2 separate regions of the Mus musculus genome follow, and region 1 is linked to region 2. Evidence: chromatin contacts called from public promoter capture Hi-C data. All regions are on one chromosome and are shown on one strand. Each heading gives the region's core, a stretch centred on a gene start, on an enhancer-like site or on the middle of the called end of the contact. The rest is flanking DNA. Distances are from core to core; before and after follow the strand shown. Region 1 holds the start of Cfhr2 (complement factor H-related 2). Region 2 holds the start of F13b (coagulation factor XIII, beta subunit).

Region 1 (3,406 bases), core at 350-2,849, 360 kb before region 2:
GCCAGGGCAGCTTTGGTGAGTGAAAGTCCATGTTGTCAAGGCCATGTATATTACTTATCCTTTCACCATCTCCACATTGTTCAAGGGTGCATTGGAAAATGATAAGGATGTCTGTGAAAAGAGGTTGACTATTCACAGAATGAGGTATTTAGGCTACTTGCTTATTGAAATCATCCTCAGCAAAAGTCACTTATTGATGAACATTTCCATGGTAATCAAGTTTCTATATACCTTTGGCAAATTTGGAAAGATCTATTTACATAGATCTCTTACACAGAGGTCCTTATCATTAATTTTGCAATCATGATTTTCTTTAAGGCTCATCTAACCAACAAATTAGCTATAGGCCATAAATCAGTGAACAAGTGCCCATCTGACCATTTCTCTTTTCAAACAAAATATATGATGATGTGTACTGTCTGATCTTCTGCCCATGGCCCAGATTGACATCTTGACCCACATATACTTGCTCATCTATGTTCATTCCTGCCCTTCCACAATACATAGTGAATGCAAGCAACCTAAATGTTCTTCAAATGATGAGCAGATCATAAACATCCCTGCATTATACAATATGGAATACTATTCAACTATAAAGAAAATTGAAATCATAAACTTCTCTGGTAAATGAGCAAACCAGAAAAGATTGTATGGAGTATGGTAACCCAGACCCATGAAGACAAACTTCTCATGATCTCCCTTATTAGAGACTCCTAGCTCCAAATCTTCACATGCAAGTCTATACACCAAATCAGCTGCAGAGACCAGAAAGGTAAATATAGACCATTGCCAGAGTAGTAGGTTGGATGAGCAACAGAAAGGAGAATAAGATACAAATTATTTAGCAGGACGAATAGGAAAAAGGAAATAGTGACATATTTAGGGAAGTGGAAGGAGAAAAACACAAGAGAAAGAATATTGAAATAGTGCATGGGAATGTCATAAGGAATTATATTATTAACTCCTCAATCAGAATTAATGTGTGTGTGTGTGTGTGTGTGTGTGTGTGTGTGTGTGTGTGTGTGTGTGTGTGTGTACATGCGCAAACAGACAGTTCTATATGTGAAGGCCCATATGTACAACCAAAACCATCTAACAAACAACAGTCCTTGACAAGAGAAGCACTCTTCTGAGTTGTTGGTCAAGGTTGTCTAATAGAAGTCAAGATACTGATGACTGTTTCCATGACACTTTGTTGTCCCCAAGAGGAAGATCATTCCATATTGTGTATTCCATACCACAGGGCCCAAATGATCCTAAGCTGAATCTGTTCTGAAGATTCCTACCTGGGGCCTACCATTCATTGTACTATAAGTAGCCATGAAAGCTTACAAAGAAGAAAATCACCAACTGTCCTAACCAGCTATCATGCCTATAAGAAGGCAAAAGTAATTTATTCTCTCCTCTTTCTTTCAGCATAACAATGTGCCTGACAAGGAAACTTGGCACTAAAAATTGAATGCTATTACATTGCTCCATAAATGTAAAATGATTAACTTATTATTGTGAAATAATTGATTGAAAAATGTTTGTTTTGCTCCTCCTTTTTGAACTTTGACATTTACCAAACTGGATGCTAGTAATACACTGAAGTCCAATGTGATACACAGCATTGTTAATGACGGGGTTCCCAGAAGGACCACCACATCTGGAGCTTTAAGTTTGAGAACATGGGGTTCTGCAGCATGTTGCTCTTATCCAATATCCTCCTAACTGCATGGCTTTCTACTGCTAAAGGGGAAGGTAAGTGGAAGGGGATCTGAAACATGCAATTTCAAGCCAAATATTTTAACTCCTGTATGTCTATGAGAATATTTTAAATTCTTTTTACTAAAGCAGTATTAATAGAAACTAAATTATAAAATATTTAAATAAAATCAGAAAACATATTGATAGTAAAAATAAATTTATTTTTGGAAATAGTCTCTGATAAGCAATAAGAGAGAAATTGAATAAAGTGATTTTTCTCAGTTCTCTAATTTGAAAAGTGTGAATAGCCTCTAAATTATAATTTAGAGACAAAGAAGAAATTTATCTTATAAATGTGTAAATAGTACATGTAACAAGATTAATTTTCAAAATGAAATTTCACCTAAATAAATACAGCCATTGAACAGGACAAAGTACCTAACAGACTCTAAATCTATCTAGGTCGATGTGGGATTGATTTCATCCCTACGAATTGGATATCTTTTAATTTCATAGTCATTAAAATGAGTAACTTTTTAGACTTCAAACTAATTATTTTTCAGCAAACTGACATGTCTTTAAGAAGATAAAAAAGAATTATGTTACTTTGTAAGTGAGCCACCACAATGTTAACATTTTCTTTTCTGATCTCTCCAATGTATGTAGAAAGTGGGAGATCATGTTACCACTCTATTAACACTGTGTCTGAAGAGGATTTAACAAACATCGAGAGTGATTCATAAAGACACTACATCCATGGGTTAGCAAATAATGCTTTAAAGATAGAGTAGGATTCTGGAATTTAGTCACTGTGCCTGAATCTGTTTTCATGGAGTATTTATTTTCCTATTTGTTGTTTGCTAATGTGTCCACAAAATGAGGGTGATTTATGAACTCTTCAATCCTCAAATTACATTTGTTTTAAGATCCACCCCTTTCTCATTTTGAATCATTTCAGAGATTTAAACTCATTGTCTTTTGCTGTAACTTTGAATTCACTTTGAATTTTTTGTCATAGGAAAGCAGGAATTCAGTGAGAGAAAAGTCTATCTATGAAATTACAAAATATTTGCTTTCAATTATTTTGTACTTGTATAACTTTGATATATTAATATAATTATATTGCTCTTCTTATTTCTACAAAACTGTCCCATAGTCTCTTCCTTGTTCTGTGACTCAGGTTTTCTTTTTTTCCCTAATTATTATTGCACACATATATCTATATCTATATACATATGTATCTAAATATATGTCTAAATACAGTCTGCTTAGTCCATTCAATATGATTTGTAAATACTGTATGGCTGATATTCTGTACAGTGTGGAGAATAATAGTCACACTTTTCCTTTTGAATGAGTGAGTTCACAAACTATACAGTAAGAAAAGCAAAAGAACAAGTAATGAGTAAGATGTAGACAATTAGGTGACAAAGAGACAGACTGAACGATGATAGACAAACAAACAGAGGGAGAACATTATTTCAGGAACTAAGATGTTCAACACTTCTAGGGTAACTAACTTATGGCAGCTAACTTATGGTAGATATTTGGGCTTCCCCTCTGAAAGTCTTCCTGCATGATACTTCTAAGTAATAGAACACAGAACAACGGTAGAGATCACATAATCAAACCAAGTGCTCCCAATTTCTAGCAGTAACTGACTAGAAAAGTTGAAACAATAAGCTGAAGTTTCCAGTTGTGCTTCCCACCCTCACCT
Region 2 (3,138 bases), core at 382-2,881:
CTTTGCTTTAATAATAGGGTTTATTTAATCTAATATGTTAAAGTGTTCTATATTCTTTGTTCACACTTTTTAAATCCAGCAGGCCTTCCATTCACAGATCAGCTCTGCTTGGATCAACTGTTTCAGTGCTCAGTAACCATGCAGTTGATACTCTGTATTGGCAGGGAGTTGACTCCAAGGCTCCCCATAGATGCCAAAACCCATGGATGATCAAATCTTTTACATTCAGCGATTAAAATTTTGCATATAGCTTACACACCTCCACTAGTTTAGACTAGTGGTTCACAACCTTCCTAATACTGTGACCCTTTCATACATACAGTTAATGTTGTTATGATCCCTTTACCATAAAATTATTTTGTTACTTCCTAAGTATAGTTTTGCTACTGTCGTGAATCATAATGTAAATATTTGATATACAGGACATCCGATACATGACTCCAAAGGGGTCATAGCTCACAGGTTGTGAACCACTAGTTTAGACAATCTTCCAATAGAGTGGGCTTGATAGACGCCTATAATTTCAAATCATTTTCAAAAGGGTAATAATGAATGAAAGAACCTAGTTGCATATAAGCCATGTGACTTGTTTGAGGAGGCAAAGTGTCCCATGGTAATGAAGTCAGAATGGTTACCTCCATGTTCTGCTGCCTTAGAAAGAAAATAATGATAATGTCAGCCAGAGCTGAGAAAAACAAGACAAAATTATAGTCACCACACCATTGTCAGCATCTAGTGAAACACACACAGTCAAGTTCCCAAACATTCTAGTATTTCCCATGCATAATCACACGTTTACCATGGTAAGACCCAAAGTAGCTGCTATGGAGGACAGTGATGGCCACAAGGGCCACTGCTCTGGAAAGAAGAGACAACACCAACCAATGGGCTCACTGTCCTGGCTGATACATCAAATCTGTAGTGTTGATATCTCTGGACAATTTGATTTATAGCATTATTTTGACAGACTCATATCTCTCACTGTCTCCCAATATCCCTGTTTCTATAATCAACAATATTGGCATCAAAATAATCCCTATGTAATAACTCCAAAGAAAATAGAATCATGAGGAGAAACCTTGCTAGTGATTTTGTTCTTTTTCAAATTTCCCACATTATATTCTCTCCTCTTAAAAAGAGGAGAGAACTAAACTTATGCAAGTGTTACTATTATGCATAGATCCTTGCCTAAAATTATAATTAAGGCAAATATGTGACTTTCAAATTGACCAGATTACCAGCATTATCAGCATTAATTTGGCGAATAACTAATAAACCAGAAAACACTTTAAAGTAGTTAGACCCTGGCTCCCCGTGCTCCCAAATCTAGAGAAATAAAGGATTCCAAAGAAACATTATCAAGATGTTTAAACAAGTTACTTTTATGTAAAGCATGCATTACAAAACTGGCATGTGAAAGTGAAATATTAGGTCAAAATTCAAGAACTATGATACTTAGATGACACTTAGACTCTCTCTTCTCTATATGTATTTTAGAGAATAAAGAGTAATAAAAGAATTTTACCTTCTGCATAGAGTTCTCCTGAGAGGATTAATAAAAGAATAAATGGCAAGTGTCTCAGCGTCATCATCAGTGTGTCTCATGAAGATTTTTACAGCTCTAAAGCACCCAGGATCTCATTACTAAATACTCAATACTTCTCTTGACAAAACAAGTTAATAATTACAATGTCTGTCTAAGTACCTTTGGAACGAGGTAACATTTTACTTAAACTAGTCTCAAATAATTGAAAATATTGTGCCAGTATTAGCTGACAATAATTTTCTGAGTTTAATAAGAACATATGAGGCAACATAGGCAAAAAAATGACAGCAGCATAAATAATGAATACAGGCCAAATACGGAAGGGTATATTTCAAGTCAGAGTCACAACTATTTATTCCTAGGGCAAAGTCTACCTGCTCGCTGCTGTTTACAAGCTTTGAACTGAGCAAAGATGAACTTAGAGAGCATGAGGCAGTGGACACTTGATATGAAAATACATTGTTTGGCCTGTAGTCTCCCAAATTATAAATGATCTTCTCTTAAAGTATGACAGCAAATTATAAAAGCAGTAAGGCACAATATGTGCTGTATTTGGGTATTACAGTATTACTCACTTATGAGAAAGTTTTGAATGACCACTATGGACAAGTTATAAAGACCCTGTCTCCACAGCCTAAACACTTTCCTGACCTAGCCAACTCAGTCAGTCTTCAAGGTCTCAAGTGAGGGAGAGAGGATTGAAAAAGAAAAACAGCTAGACAAAATTATAGCGCGACTCCAACCTGTACTGAGGCTGAGGCAGGTTTATTTTTCTCCAGCCTGCTTTTATACCTTTCTAGCAACATTCAAAAAACATGGTCGGTTCTTAGATCAAAGACAAAGTAATCAAGCAAAGTAGTAAACAAGGAGATCACACAAGAAAGCAGTCAAGCAAAGTAGTAAGCAAAGAGATCACACAAGATAATAATTAAGTAAAGCCCCACGGTCCGTGTTTCTAATATTCTTATCTGAGCCTACTTCTTGTCCCAGCCCAGTGACAAATGTCAAGTTCTTAGAAGCTGCACCAAAAGCTCTCAACTCTTTTCACCTAGGCTTCACCTCTGAAAACTATTGTGTTACAGAACTTTGGGTCCTACATGTGATTATTCGGAATATATATTCAAAGCATAGCAGTGCCCAGTATTAAACTGCTGCCCCAACCTTCTGGTCTTTGCTGTGGTATATTGATTAGGTTCCTTATTTAACATATCTTTGTATCTCAAGAGCAAGTCCTAGTTGGTGGTATACACTCCATTCAGTGCTCTCCTGCGTTTACTAATTTCCTGTTTGTGCTGGTGTCTGTTCATCAGGAATAGCCTTGTCCGGCTTTGGTATCCTGTGATGCTGGCTTTACTGAAGGAGTCTGGAAACTTCTTTGCTTCTTTCTGGACACAATGAAAGCAAGGTGGTTCTAGTTGATCTCAAAATATTTGGGAGAAACCGCCATCTAGAAAAGGTCTTTAGATTTTCTGTTCTTAATTTCTTGTTCAGTTTAAGTCTGTTCTAATTTGTCTAATTTTTGTTTTGTTTTGTTTTTTTCTGATTCAGTCTTGACAGGTATTTTAGTTCTTTGTGTCTTCGCTATGACTGAT

The links. Promoter capture Hi-C pulls out the DNA fragments that hold promoters and counts their contacts.
Region 1: a contact with region 2 is called in a promoter capture Hi-C map of liver, with 4 times the contacts expected there. The contact joins the promoter of Cfhr2 here to the promoter of F13b in region 2. A contact is called at or near these places in 4 of 39 promoter capture datasets (embryonic stem cells, hippocampal neurons and liver).

What each region holds. Positions count from the first base shown.
Region 1 is chr1:139,856,892-139,860,297 of GRCm38.p6, reverse strand. Cfhr2 (complement factor H-related 2) reads left to right here and starts at 1,599. Exons shown (of 6, transcript NM_001025575.2): 1 at 1,599-1,743. The coding sequence starts at 1,671.
Region 2 is chr1:139,500,200-139,503,337 of GRCm38.p6, reverse strand. It overlaps F13b (coagulation factor XIII, beta subunit), which reads right to left and starts at 1,631. Exons shown (of 12, transcript NM_031164.2): 1 at 1,526-1,631. The coding sequence starts at 1,592.